2 separate regions of the Mus musculus genome follow, and region 2 is linked to region 1. A link is a contact called in public Micro-C data. All regions are on one chromosome and are shown on one strand. Each heading gives the region's core, a stretch centred on a gene start, on an enhancer-like site or on the middle of the called end of the contact. The rest is flanking DNA. Distances are from core to core; before and after follow the strand shown.

What was found. A called contact is a pair of places that touch in the nucleus more often than the background predicts.
Region 2: a Micro-C map of muscle stem cells shows a contact between it and region 1, with 11 times the contacts expected there. The contact joins two enhancer-like sites. A contact is called at or near these places in 3 of 484 Hi-C or Micro-C datasets (the C2C12 cell line, muscle stem cells and uterus).

Annotation. Positions count from the first base shown.
Region 1 is chr11:44,946,829-44,954,287 of GRCm38.p6, reverse strand. The region is part of intron 10 of Ebf1 (early B cell factor 1); the gene reads right to left. Among named protein-coding and RNA genes, the nearest start is that of Gm51859, 140 kb to the left of the region's middle. Within about 2 kb of position 5,542, at least 53 of the 459 cell types and tissues checked have an H3K27ac peak or open chromatin away from gene starts, as enhancers often do. A contact at or near this core is called in the C2C12 cell line and muscle stem cells, where this site is marked.
Region 2 is chr11:45,272,606-45,279,454 of GRCm38.p6, reverse strand. No RefSeq gene overlaps it. Among named protein-coding and RNA genes, the nearest start is that of Gm12159, 160 kb to the right of the region's middle. Within about 2 kb of position 4,749, at least 25 of the 459 cell types and tissues checked have an H3K27ac peak or open chromatin away from gene starts, as enhancers often do. A contact at or near this core is called in the C2C12 cell line and muscle stem cells, where this site is marked.

The sequences.
Region 1 (7,459 bases), core at 4,293-6,792:
TCTCTCCCCGTAACAGAAGGACCTAAGCGGGAATCGGAGGTGCGCACCCAGAGGATTCCTGTCGATTCCTGCCCATCACCTGGCCAAGGACTGTGGAAGCCAGCCTAGTTTAGCAGCCAACAGAAGCAAGAGTCTGGAAGCAGAAGGATGCCAAGCGCAAGCTCCCACTGAGCACATGGCCTCTTAAAATCAGAAGGGTGTGTGACTCGGCAGCTCACATGATGAAGACATCATGTATGACTCGACTTTGTAAAGGGCAAGTGGATGCAAATGCTTATGCACGGGACTCCGTGGCTCCCTTTGAAACTTTTTAACCATTGTCACGGAGTATTAGGAAAATGACAGGAGGAGGCATGTTGGGACATGCAAAGCAGTCTCTGCCGATCTCCTGGGTGCTCTGGAAATAAACTCAGCATCTTGCTGTGTTTCCCTTAGCCAAAACTTCAAATCCGAAAAGGTCTCTAGTTCCAGAAGCATCGAAGGAGTTTCCTGGTTCACCATAAGCCTGGCCTTGCGAATTCAATGATGAATGAACCAAATCAGGCCATTCAAACACCAGACGGACCAGTCTACAGTGAAAGATGCACTCTTGAGAAAATAAATGCTGATACATTTTAGGATTGGGGGAAACTAGTGACAATTACAGGCAGAAACTAAGCACACACCAAAGAGCACAGGGTATGAGTTTCCTCTATGTGACAGAAATATGTTCTTGATTGTGGGAGTCTGGGAATGCCACCTCTCTGAATCTCATTAGCCCACTGGAATATTCTTAGCCTGGGCAAGGGAAACTAACTCTCCCACATTTGTGCTAAAGGAGTAGCCATAGACATGTCCCAATTTGAGAATTAAATTATCTTTCCTCATGATGGCACCAACTCTGACACTTTATAGAGGGCTTCCTTTATTGTCAGCAATATGGGACAGTGGATTTTATTTCCCTTTGGACAATGAGATTGTGGTTAGCATAACATCAGTGAATCTAACATCAATCTGCTGTCAAAAATTCACTTTATGAAGGCCAGAGAGAGGTTGCGCCGAAAGCAGCCACACAGAGGGCTAGATGTATAAACACTGAAGAGAAACTGAAATCAATTCTGAGCACAGCAGAAGCCAGAGCATCACTGGCATCCACAGGCACCTGCCATTTTAATATTCAAACAATAGGATAGTTACTGAAACAGCGATCAATTCTTAAAGGAGAGCTGCTCCCAGCAGAGTTTATTTGTGGTCCTCTGTCCAACATCCATTAGACAGGGACCCTGTCTCTAGAAGAGTAGATTCAAATAAATAGTAAGAGCGGAAATAGATTCTATTCTCTCTGTTTACTTTATTACTATTGATTTCTGAATTCCCTCCAATCTATTTCCTAACTGGGCAGATAATATACATTTAGTACTGAAGGTAATTATCTAAAATGAACCCAGTTTGCAGTTGGGTGATAAAAAAGAGAGGGGGTACCGATAGATTAAACACTTATACATTAACAAGTATGGCCGGCTGTATTAATATAAATACTAGGGTCTTAGCATGCTTACTTTATGGCTAGATATAATTTTGTAGGCTAATTGTGAGTTCTTGTATACATGTGGGCATATTTTATTTCCACTGTTCTATACTTTATGACATTATTTTATGGTACAAATACTATAATAGAAAATAAAATTATTTCAAATATGTTTTATTTGAAAGGCATCTACCTCCCTCAAAAAAAAAAGAATTATGTAGGAAAAAAATTTAAGTGTTCAAATGCTTTAGAACAATTTAGTTGTAGGAAATTACAATGGTTATTAAAGCATCAAGTTAGAAAAGGAAGCACACAGCGCATCATAATGCAGTTATATGTGAAAGATGGGCTTAACTAGTTAGCAGTAGCCGGTGGGAGAATACAGTAAGTCTACACTGTGTGAAATTATGCTTCTCTTCAATGCCGTGCTATGGAGAAGACTTAGTGTGTGAGGAAAGGGGTATATTAAATAAAGCAGAAGATGAAGCTGCATGTGTGAATAGACACACAGTACAATATAGTCACAGATGCAAAACAAAACAAAAAAAGATGTTTGCCTGTGTTTGTTATACATAGAAAAATAACAGAGAAGTCCAGGGAGGCATTGCCATTACTGGGTGATGAGTACTGGGTGAGTTTGTACCCTTTTATCCTCTCTTGGTTTTTGCTTTTTGGGGGGGGGGTTGTTTGTTTATTTGCTCTGTTTTGCTACATAATTAGCACACGTTATTTTGTGAATGGTGTTTTGAAATGGAAATGATTGTTATTTCCTTGAGCAAATCATCCAGAGATGTGTGAGAGGAGCACTTGGACTCACTAGCAGGCTTAGTAGCCACTCTTCCTACCCTTGGCTTGTGAGACCTCAAGGGTGTTCTCCAGCCAAGGACTCCTGGGCCAGAGCTTTAGTGAGAACTGCCCATTAGCAAGCTAGAGAGTCTCATGCACATTCCTGCTACATGCCAAGTGTGGGACACTCACTTGCAAAGGGGCTGCAAGCTTATGGAAATCTTGAAGTAGTTGGAAATAATGTTAGGATTTGATGGTAGATTCTAGGGTCACACTGGCAGATAGTGGCTCCTGTGGTCACACTGTCCAAATACTTGGCAGATGACTCAACCCTTCTTGCCTCCTTCTCCTTATCTGTAGCATCAGGGCAGTACTTGTGGCCGAGTCGTGCTCGAGCCAATGCTTCTGCATTTGTAAACTCTTAGAAGCAGACAGCACATAAGTACTGACATTGTTGTTAAATGAATCCTATGAATCTGAGTTCGTTGGTCAGAAGTCCTTATAACGAAGAGCCAAATATGGTCAGAATACATGTCAAATCATTGCCCTTCTCTAAGTGGTCAGAGAAGCCTTTCTTGGGCATGGCTGTCATTTGCTGGTGAAACTAAGTCATTAGGTACTTCCAGGCGCCTGGTAAGGCTTCACATATCCACCCTGATGCTCTGTAATGGTGATGGTAGCACTAAGGTTCAATGACTAAGTTGCTAAGTGCAAGTATTACTTGTAGCTTTGTATTGAGTACTCTATATTTAGAGTTTCATCTAAGACATAAAACCAAGAAGGTATTCCATAAATATTTACTCAGTGGGAGAAAAGAATGAATGAATTGAGTGAATGACTTCATCACATCCACATCAAGTATACTACTTCTAAACATATTACCTCAAGGTAGGCATGGTTTGATACATTTGTCATTGATTGTTAAGTAGAGTGATATATTCCTTTAACCCCAACACTCCAGAAACAGAGGCAGGATGATATCTGTGAATTAGAGGCTAGGCTGGTCTACATAACAAGTTCCAGGGCAGCCAGGGAGACTTCTTCTAAAACAAAACCAAAAGTGAAACAAACAAACAAACAAACAACAAAAAGAAAACCAAACCAAACCAAACCAAAAGAATCAAGCAACAACAACAACAATAATATCAAAAAACTAATGTGGAAACATCAATGCTTTCAGACTAGAAAATGTACTCTTGTTCATGTGGAAACCATAATGTCCATATCAAAAGAGCAGACAAGTATAAACACTTTTTTCCTCCAAGATGGAAACAAATCATAGCTCAGACCTTGAATGTCTTCTAGAACGTTTCATAGGAACGGTTGGGAGGAAGAGAGCCCTGAACTCAGAATCCAAAACAGTAGCAGCAGCAACCAGAAACAGGCAGTTCATGTAACTGGTTCTGTGGTTTCCACGGCCAGGTAGAGCGTGACAAGAACGTTACAGGAACTGACATCAAGTCCAGAACTAGCCATAGAAGCGGTCTACATGGTAAATGTCACTATAACAACAGTCGCTACGGAACAAAAGGGGAAAACCTGTTGAGATCCTGCCTAGTTGTGTTGTGAGCACTCCTGAGGGCCTCTGCGCACACTGCATGTTTGAATGTGTAGTGTAAGCTTTAGCCTTTTCTGGAGGTGAATCTTGGCTCCAACACCTGGGGGACTGGGAGACTGGGAGACTGGGAGACTGGGAGACTGGGAGACTGGGAGACTGGGAGACTGGGAGACTGGGAGACTGGGAGACTGGGAGATTGGTGAGAAGCCCAGTGTCCTGCGGTTGTAAAACCTTGATAGGGTCTCCAAGTCATTTTCCTCAAATGTGTGCAACCCACGAAGATAATTATAGATGACCATTTCGTAAGCACTTTATTGCTTCCCCCCCCCCATAAATTTTAATTTTGGAAAGTTAAAAGTGAAAAAAATGTGGTTTCAATTTCCTACAAATTGCACACAATTTAGTTTTAACAAGAAAATAGGAACAAAGTGGGGGGGGGGTCATGTTCTTTAAAGTGAATTAGGAACTAGAGTTTGTTTCTACCCACTCAATGCCATGAGAAAAATAAAGCACAAGATTTAGGATCAATGCCTCCCAAAAATGGAACTCATGAACCATGGTAGAGAGACATAGTCTTTAAAAAAAAAATCTAAACATGATGTAAGCAGTCTAACAGCAGAGTAACACCATTGAACTGAGCTAGTCTGTGTCTGTAGAGAAGAAAGCAAACTTCATGAAGGCCAGAGGGAAAATGGTGAATGAAACTGGGGTAGATGCTGATAACCCTCACACATACGTAGCAGAATGTGTGTGAATAAGAAAAGGCTGCATGACCTCATGAGCTCTTCATTTTACTCTCAACTGTGCTGCCTACAACGAAAGACAATTAAAAACAATTATTCCTGAAATTATTTAAACACACAGCTAAAAATAGAACAAAGCAACAGAATTACAGAATTGTCAATATATATGAATATATATGTGTGTGTGTGTACATGTATAAACATATATACATATATGTGCATAGAATATATATATATATATATATATAAAAGAAATTGTATCCTTCTGCTGAGACCTGGCTGTCATCTCGGTGTTAGATCATGTTTTTTCCAAGGTAGTCATCTGTGGCGACTAGCCTGTTAAAGACAGGAAACCCACAAAGTGTCTCTACCACACCAAGCACACTAGCTGGAAAGCAAACAATGAAATCAGTCAGCCAGGTGTTTTCTCTCGTGTGCCAAACTTGGATTGGATATTGTGTCTCCTTAATTTGTCCTCTGCCTTGGTAGCTGTGCACTCTGTTTGGTAAGAAAAATTATGCAAGTAATAAACTACTTCATCAAAGTTGTTTCTCTTTTGATCAAATTACATTATTCAATTATACCACCGACCCTTCTCAAATGTTCTACTTCCAAAAAGGTTTACTCCCTAACATGCCCTAAGAATCCTTCCAAAATATTAGCATTTGTAGTCTTTAAAATAAACAAATAAACAAAAAGACCCTCACTACTTCAAGTTTTCTGATCAAAAATAATAACTCCCTAGTATTTTTTTTCTAATTAGGGTTGAACTTGCAAGACTAGAATGCCTCTGACTATCGGAACATGGAGTTCTGGCTTTCAAAGGTCCAGCCATAAACTTAGACTTGGCAAACTTAGCATATTACTCATTGGCTAATAATCCCATTAGTCAAAACTGCAAGCTCTTGGTCAAGTGCATATTTTATATATTACTGCATGAAACCCTAGCAGGAGTCCCACATCCCAAATGTCTTTTGAAGGCACAGGGATTAACATGAGGCAATTTCCTCTGTTCACACAGAAACGCTGGCTTTCCCCCATGCGAATATCAGTAACTATGTGGGATTGCTGAAAGGCCGTTTGCTTCCTTCTGCAACCACATTAGCCGTCCCATCAGGCAACGACTTCCATTGAGTTCTGCATTGGCTGTCCACAGTAGTCACCTGTACACAAAGCTGTATGGTAGCAAGAGAAGAGGAGGGCCTTGTTGCAAAATACTCAGAAACATCAAGGGTCTGAAACTCTCTGCTATGCAGACTGAGAAGAAAGCACGTGGTTAAATGGAGTATTCTTTTCTTTTGGTTCAATATATCCTTTCAAAACAGGCCCCGCAAAAGCCTTCTAAACCTATGCCACCCATGTCCACTAGGCTCATTTCTAAACCCGTCACATCAGATCAAAAATGTCAGCCCTACCTGCCAAGGAGCAGGAAATATTTGACTCACTGCTCCAAGTACCTCATTGCTCTCTACAAAACCAAAAATGCGTGGAAGATGTGGATGAAGAAAGGAGACTGCATTCACTTGTGTGCACGGAATTTTAGTTTCAAATATTCTTTCTTACTCAATATTGAGTCAATCTTCAGGATTTTCCATCTTAAGAGAATAAAAAGAAAAATACCCAACTATCCTCAAACCTCTTGTGGGGATGAAAGGGAGAAGGGAGCTGGGATGAGTGCAGACACTGACCTTGGAGTTACAGCCTGTGGCTTCTGAAATCCTGAAGAAGAACAGTTTTTTTGGTTTTTTTGGTTTTTTTTTTTTTGACAAGAGATAATGATGAGGGGGTGAATGGGTGGAATGGAATTTTTCTCCTAACTTCTTACTATATATACTTTTTGGATAAACAAATGTATTGGTTATGTTAGAACGCCTGCTTAGTGCCCGTTTAAAGAGGATGGACCTCAATAATTAGAGAGAAATCAGAAAAATCAGACTCAATCCAATCCTTTCCACTCTCAACTCTCAACCTATAGGGTAAGCAGCCTTCCATTGGACTGGTTCCCTGGAATCTTAGACTGAACCATCTAACTCCAGGCATCTACAAAGACTACCACCGCAGTGTGCCACATCACTTAAATTTGTGTTGTACTGACAACACAGCCTCTCTGTCTCACCTTTACTGTTTGTTACGCTGGGTGGCCATGCTTGGCATATGTTGGCATTCAATAAATGGCAAAGAATGAAACTCAAGAAAATAACAGAGTTGTTTATATTTTGGGGAAATTCACTTTACTGTCAACTATTATTGGGCTCAGTCAAACAGATACCTAAAAGCAAAGAGAAGAGCAGGGATCTCAGAGGATTTTGATAGATACATGATAGACTTGAAATTTCTATAGACATTTATTTTAAAGTGCTGAGACCCATAAGGGACCCAGTTCAATGCTTAGGGGAGGGGAAAGACCAGTACTGGACAGCTGTGCAGGCCAATGATGGGCAGGGATCTGTGGAGGATGGTGGGGGGAGACTTATGAAGGACTTTGGTACACATTTCATCTGCAGAAGTGAACCCAAAAACCCAGGTTCCCAAACCAGGGTTTAGTAACAGATCACCTAAAGTTCTACATGGAATAGTGTGGATAAACATTTGGAAGCAAAGTGTAAGAAATCAGATATTCCTGAAACTTCTGAGTTGGCTAAACATCTGTAGCACTTTTAAGAGTTGTCAGAACTTAAGAGCCTGCTTTGATAAGCTTTGGAGTGAGCCCATGTCCTAACATACTTCTGGAATCCTGGGCCCTCAAGGTAGGTACACACCACCCACTCTCCCTTGAGCCTCCCAAGTTTAAGCCCTCATTTTGACTGTTTCTTTCTTTGCAGCCAAATCTCAACCGCAGCTCAACTTTCCCAGCCTCTGGAGAGG
Region 2 (6,849 bases), core at 3,500-5,999, 330 kb before region 1:
TTCTTCTTTCATAAGTCTTTGGGATTCCTGAGAGCTGGCTTTTCCACCAGCACCAGCTGAGTTTTGTGACCCAGGTCCATCATCAATCATCAGATTCTTCTTAGCCTGGGTTGCTGGCTCAGGATAGTTAATATAAGCCACTGAGAAACATTAAGGCGTTCACTGGCAATCGCAAAAGAGGTCATGCTTTTGCTATTGAAAATAAGCGTAGCAGAAAGTAGTGTCAGATTTTCTAGTTTCCACATGACTGTTAGAAGGGAGTCTGCCAGAAGTCCCTGAAGAATCTCTACTAAAGTGCTAGAGGTTGGCAAGGGAACATGAGACGTATGCACTTGAGCCCTGGATCAAGCAGTACCTGAAGATAGTTATACCCCACATTATTCACTAGTATGAAATGATAAACTTTATTTCTTGCTTATGCTTGCCTGTGTGTGTTGTTTTTTCCTATCCCTGTAACTACATGATACAGAAGGGCAAAAGGGATCCTAGAATTTAATAATAGAGTCTGCTTGGCTTCTGAAAACAGAAAACAGACCCACATAGAACCTTTTCCTGACTCAGCCCACTGTGTGCCTTCTCCTTCTTCTCTCTCTGCAGATTGACTTCTCTTCCCCAGCATTTGGCTCCAGCCTGCCAGAACAGCCTCCAATACTAGAGAAGTTTACCCAAAATATCCTTGGCCCCCAGTTTCCAGTCACCTAAAGAGAGAAACCCTGAGTGGCCTAAATTGGGCTGAATGGTTTAAGAATAGGTTCTCTTCTTCAAGCTTTGCAGGGGACTTAAGGTATGCATTGTTCCACTTACAAATGGATTTTTAAAATCTTCACCTAAATGCCAACCCCCCATTTTCAGAGGATTAGGGACAGGCTGTGGTCGGTACAACTAATCAACAGTGGCACACATGACAGACCTCCCATCAGTGAAGTGTATCTGGCTTTGAGAAGAGCTTCCAGTCTTCCAGATCAAGGCTATAAAGCAGAAAGGTCTGATTCAGTTTCCTGGGAGCTTGAGGGGTTTCTTGGAGGCAAGAGAAATTAGTGCCACATATGGGGCAGTTCTGGGAAGATGTTGGTGGGTAGATTTTTATGGCTACAGATTTGCTAGTTTTAGATGATCCTTACCTCCCATCAGAAAAGGTCTAAGCTTCATGGTGTTCTAACTAAAATTGGAGCTTCTGGAGTCATAAAGACTTATGCAATCATCTTCTTGTTTGTACTTGAGCTGAACTGTCTCTGACCACTTGCATTTCTGGACATGTAAAAAACAATCAGTCCCTAGCATTGCTTTATTATTGGGGTAACATTGGAGGGTCTAAAGATTGGCTGGAGGAGCTCACTTGGAGATCTTGGCCAGGGATGTGGAAGTGTGTGTGTGTGTGTGTGTGTGTGTGTGTGTGTGTGTGTGTGTGTGGTGTTGGGGTTTGGGTGCATAAGATGGCTGCAAGTAGCAGTGACAGAGAGAGATACTCTAACCTATCATTGTGCAAAGGTCCTGATCTGGGTGTGGCTAACACTCTGGACTACAGAGGGCCTACTAGAAGAGGGGAGGTGTTCAGTCTTTTCTCGCTTCCTGCCTCTTCTCTGAGCCCTTGAATGTTCAGGCTTTATCACTACCAGAAGATTTCAGAATAACAGTTTATGGGAATGGATCTCAGCCCTGGCTGCACATTGAAATCACTTGAGGAGCTTTGAAAACTAGACCAGTGTCTCCAGATCCCCAGACTAATTGAGTCCAAATCTCCAGAGCAGCATCTCAGGCTCTGATATGCTAGAAAGTTCCACAGTTGACTCTAATGCTCAGCTAGGCTCAGCTCCTCTGATATATAGATCTATCTTCAAGGAGTAGACTTCCCCAGTTGGCTACTTTCTTATCTTGGAGGCTGCTTGGAGAACGTTCAGTCTGTGTCCAGGTATCCTGGTTCATTTCATTTTCCTAACCCAAGATATTTGAAAGCCAGTCTCCCTGATAAGACTCTCAAATTGGCAAGTTACTCCCTTTTGTGCTAGCACTGTTAAGGTTCCTAGGTTAGATTCCTTTGATCTAATTTGCATAAGCTTAAGCATGGAGAAAGTTAGAGCTCTGATTGAAATAAGTATGGCATTGCAGAAGGGCAGAGTGGGAAGTGCCTGGGAAAGGGGCATCATAGGCTATATACACTACCCAAAAGATGTTCAATATAGTTCTTTCTTCTCTCCAAAAGAACCATTTTGGTTATGCCGTATTCTCTGTTATTCCTGGCAATCAAACACTGTCTAAACCATTTCTCCGCATGATGATGTTCTGTGTAAAGAGAACATTGTGTAGGGAGAGAAAGGCATGTCAGGTATGGAAGAATGCAACATCAGAAGAACTTGGGGAGAAAAGGCCCTTACTGAAGTTAAAAAAAAAAAGGTGGGGGAAGATGCTCCATTCTTACTCCAAGGAGGACCATAAATTCCAGGGCCTGGGGAAGAGACTCTGATTATCTTTGAACAGCTGGAATACAGAGTTAGTATGTTCTAGTTGAGCAACGTGGTGTGCCCCCAAGAACAATTAAATGTTTAACACCAGATAATGGCTACCTTGCTAGGGGCTTAGTGCTCTGTGCTTCAGTAGCTTACCTTACCAGAGAAGAGACAGAGACTCTGGGAAGAGGAGAGGTGGAGCGCACATATCTCGGGTAGTTAGGGGTGGGGCCAGTGCTAGCCCAAACTTTGCGGTCCATTATGTTCTTTACTTAGGATCTTCCCAGGTCTTCCCAGAGAACCTGTTCTCTCCTGTGTTTCCAGGACTGTGGGCGTCCATGGGCTATTCTAAGTAAGGTTGTAAGCTAAGTGTTGAATCTGTGATTGCATCTTGTTTTGGAAGAAGACCATCCTGCAATTCAACTACTCCCACCAGACTACTCTGACAAGTGGCTGTTTAGCATATATCCTAGGATGCTTTTCCTTTGTGTTTTCTTGTACACTTTTTCAACGGTAAACTATATTATTTCAGATTGGTGAGATAGTTCCATATGGACTAGTGAACATATAGACCATGTATTGAAGAAACGACCTTTTATTATTTAAACATTTACTCCATAAACTCTGTCATAAGACTAAATTTCTAAGAGAGGCCCATTGGACACACAAACTTTATATGCCCCAGTACAGGGGAACACCAGGGCCAAAAAGGGGGAGTGGGTGGGTAGGGGAGTGGGGGTGGGTGGTATGGGGGACCTTTGGGATAGCATTGGAAATGTAAATGAGCTAAATACCTAATAAAAAATGGAAAAAAAAGGACTAAATTTCTAATGAGAATTGCTCAAGGGATCTACTTGAGGGAACACATGTTCAACAAATATTTTTGAGTGCCTGCTGTATGCTACTGTGATAATGATGGACATCCCAATGATGAAAACAGTTGGTTCCCCCTCTTGAGAACTTTACAGTAGACTGGGAGTAGAATAATTAGTCAATTAGGAAAATCGTGTTTGTAAGACAGCCGAGCATCTAAGATGCCTGCTACAATGAATCTTTCCCACACAGCTTATGCCTAGTCTAAATACCAGCCTCAGACTGCACTTTATGCTCCTCATCTTCTCTGAAATGTTTTCATTATAGAAACTATAAAATACCAGCCCTGCTCCAGTTATGGGACCATGGATTCTGACTCACTTAAGCAAGATTCCGTGAGGTGGTACTCCCTGCCCCTGCACAAGGCCACCACCCCACATTAGACACATGGCCATTTTAGTACCTAAGTTTTGAATCCACTTGTGTTTGCTGGTCTGATAAGGACAGTTTATATCACTGTCCAAACTAGCATGACAGACTTGAGGGTGTGTCTTTCTATCTCTAAATTACCCCTAACCCTAAAGTTCTTGCCTGTCCCTAGAGGCTTAAGGAAGGGACTTCTGTTATCTGCTTTCCTGATATGCTGAACTAATGGTACAAGGCTCTCTTGGCTATCCAGCCTGGAAGAAACAGAACACCAATTTAAATCATGAAAAAAAAATCCCTCAGTGAATCTATCATCATTAATCTTACTGTCAGTTTTAATTTTGGGGACATTACCTCACTCAACACCAGTTGAAAAGAGCTGCCAAAACCTATGATGTCATCATCACTGGCCGTGTCTGACCCTGCCTGCTGATTCTCAGAGCTCAAGCGAGTTAATAAATCCCCTGGCGCTTGGACACACAGTGGAGTTTTATTACAATGAAGGTATAACCCATGATGTTGTTCCAATTAAATGGCCTGAGAAAATACTTTCTTGTGTTTAGCAAAACTGTAAAACATAATTATCCTCCTGCAGTTGATTTTCATCATTGGCCAGAGTCTATGCCACTTCTTTCATACATGCGTGGACACACACACACACACACACACACACACACACACACACACACACAAACACAGAGGCTCAGAGAGGAGTAGAAGGAAATTCATTGAGGTTGCTGCATATTCAACATGAGCAGCTTTTCTAGATTACCAGCTAGAGACCTAGTGGGTGGCTGCCAACCTGCATGGCATCCAGGCACTGCTGTGTGAGAGGCAGGTGAGGGCACTGTGGGGCTTGGCACAGAGCAGAAGCTGGACTGTAAGAAAGGGTGGGGGGGTGGAGCTTTGGATGAACCTGGAGACCGACAGCTGTTCTCTCAAGACTCTGGGCTGCATCGCTCCTCAAATATTTATGAATAATTTCCTTCGGCGTGTTTCTGACTGCTCAGGATATTAGTTTTTGCTGCTTTCCTTACTCATGGTCCATCTGAGGTCTTCTGGCCTGACCCTCTTGTGAAGTCATGCTGCCGGCCAGGCGCCACCGTGTCAGGCCACTGCCATGGCGTCAGTATTCCAGGCCACAACATAGGCTTTGCCACTGCAGCTGGAGGAGGGCTGGGCAGGGTGGAAAGGAAGCTCCTTCCAGCCCACTTTCCTCATATATAACACATAGAGCCTAAGGGAGAGAGCATTGGGTCCATGCCTAAGAAGATGAATGTTTTCAAACACCACACGGGGGTGATTGTGTCCTGTGGTAGCCGCTGTCTAGAGGGGATTATTATGCGTGTGTGACACAGATAGACACATTTTAAATTTTTCAAGCATCAATATTATGGCCAGAGTCTTCACGAGTCCCCTCCCTCTGACTTATTCCCAATGACTCCTCCTGAACTCTTCTCTCCCCCACCCAGCCAGCTCCCCTAAATGGCCCTCATCAATCACACCATTGCAGTACAGTTGGCTTTGCTCAGAGCACAAATGAGGATGAGTGGAAGACCCCCAAGCTCATTTTTCATGCCCATCTCCAACAGGAACTGCTCCTGGGTCTCCAGGGGTGAGTGTGCAGTACACAAATTCACTGTCCCTTTTGCCCTCCCAGATGGAAGCCCTTTGAGAGTCTTCATTATTTTTTTAGCAGTCTGGTATAAAGTACATCCATGCCCAAGACACATCGCCTGGTGTAAGAGTCCTTGACTGCATTCTCTTAGCAGTCCCTGCTGTTTGTGGAAAATTGTCTTGGCATACTTGTTAAACCTCAATAAATATGTTTTAAATAACTGTGAGGTCTTTAACATATAATAACTGTCTGATTAAGTCTACATTACATTCTTACACATGGCACTTAATTTGAAGTGTGACCAGTGCTTGGTGAGCGCTGAGAAGACATCTTTGGGGGAGAAGAGGGTGTTTAAGGGTCTTTGATGATGTAATTAAACTACATTCTTTTAGGTTCGTGCATGGGTAATCCAAGTAGAAGAAGCTTGCAGCAGAGTGGAAATAAAACACGGAACTTGAAGTTGAAAGGCCACATTCAGTACCCAGTTGTACGTGGTGCATATACGGCCCTCATATGGTAAGGCAAGGGTGACGACTGCTGTTTGACATTTTTATATCCCTTTTGACTGCTCAGCATGAAAGTTTCAGATGAGAGCTTATTCTGTACAAGATAATGAAGACAAAATATTGGGCTATAATGCACCCACTTCCTTTATGGGTAATGTCTGCCCTTCCAGTTCAACTTTGCCCCTTAGTTGCTAAGTTATAGATACATGAAAAAGATCATATGTACTTTCATGCTCTAATAGGTAATACTTTCATAATCTTCCATGTAGAAGGGGAATGGGCAGAAAGAAACTTGCCGAGAACTGGTGGAGATCGGGGGTTATTCATAGTCTTTGGAGATAGACATTGTTCAACTGGGGTTATCATCCAAAGTGCTCTTGAGCATCAAAAGGCAGAAAAGACTGTGTGCAAGTCTCATCTGGGCACTATTTACACTATGGAGTTGGGAAGTGTTGTGGACAGAAAGATATAGTGACAGCTATGTCAAAGGATGCATGTTATGGAAAGCAAGTGCTGGAAGGGTCAAAAACGGGGGGTGCTGAGCTTATGTGACAATAAGCTCTGTGAAGGAAGAAGCACTTACTCTGATATGGATACCACTAATCCTTGATAAATATTCATCTGAGGATGTGGCTTTAGTCTAGATGACTGTGGTTTTATACTGGCAGAGCCATCAGCTCCATCTTCATTTGGGAACTTGCTAGAAATGCTAGCTCTTAGCTTCCACTTCAGATCTCTAGAACCAGAAATGCTAGAGGCAAAGCCCCGCAGGGTTGTGACCTTTGCACACCCTGGAAGTTTGGATGCACCAAGGTCTTGAGAGCCATTGCTCTAAAGCAAGGTTGTCACCTTCAACCATACTAATATTGATTGACTGCATTGTAGGTTATTCAGCAACAACCCTCATCTCTACTCACGGGATGCTAGGGCCATGACCCAGTCCAATCCAGTTGTAGAAGTAAAACTACATCTAATTATAAATATCTGAGGTGGCGGGGGAGGGGCAAAATCACACCCCTTGATGGGCAGTCACTGCTTTGTA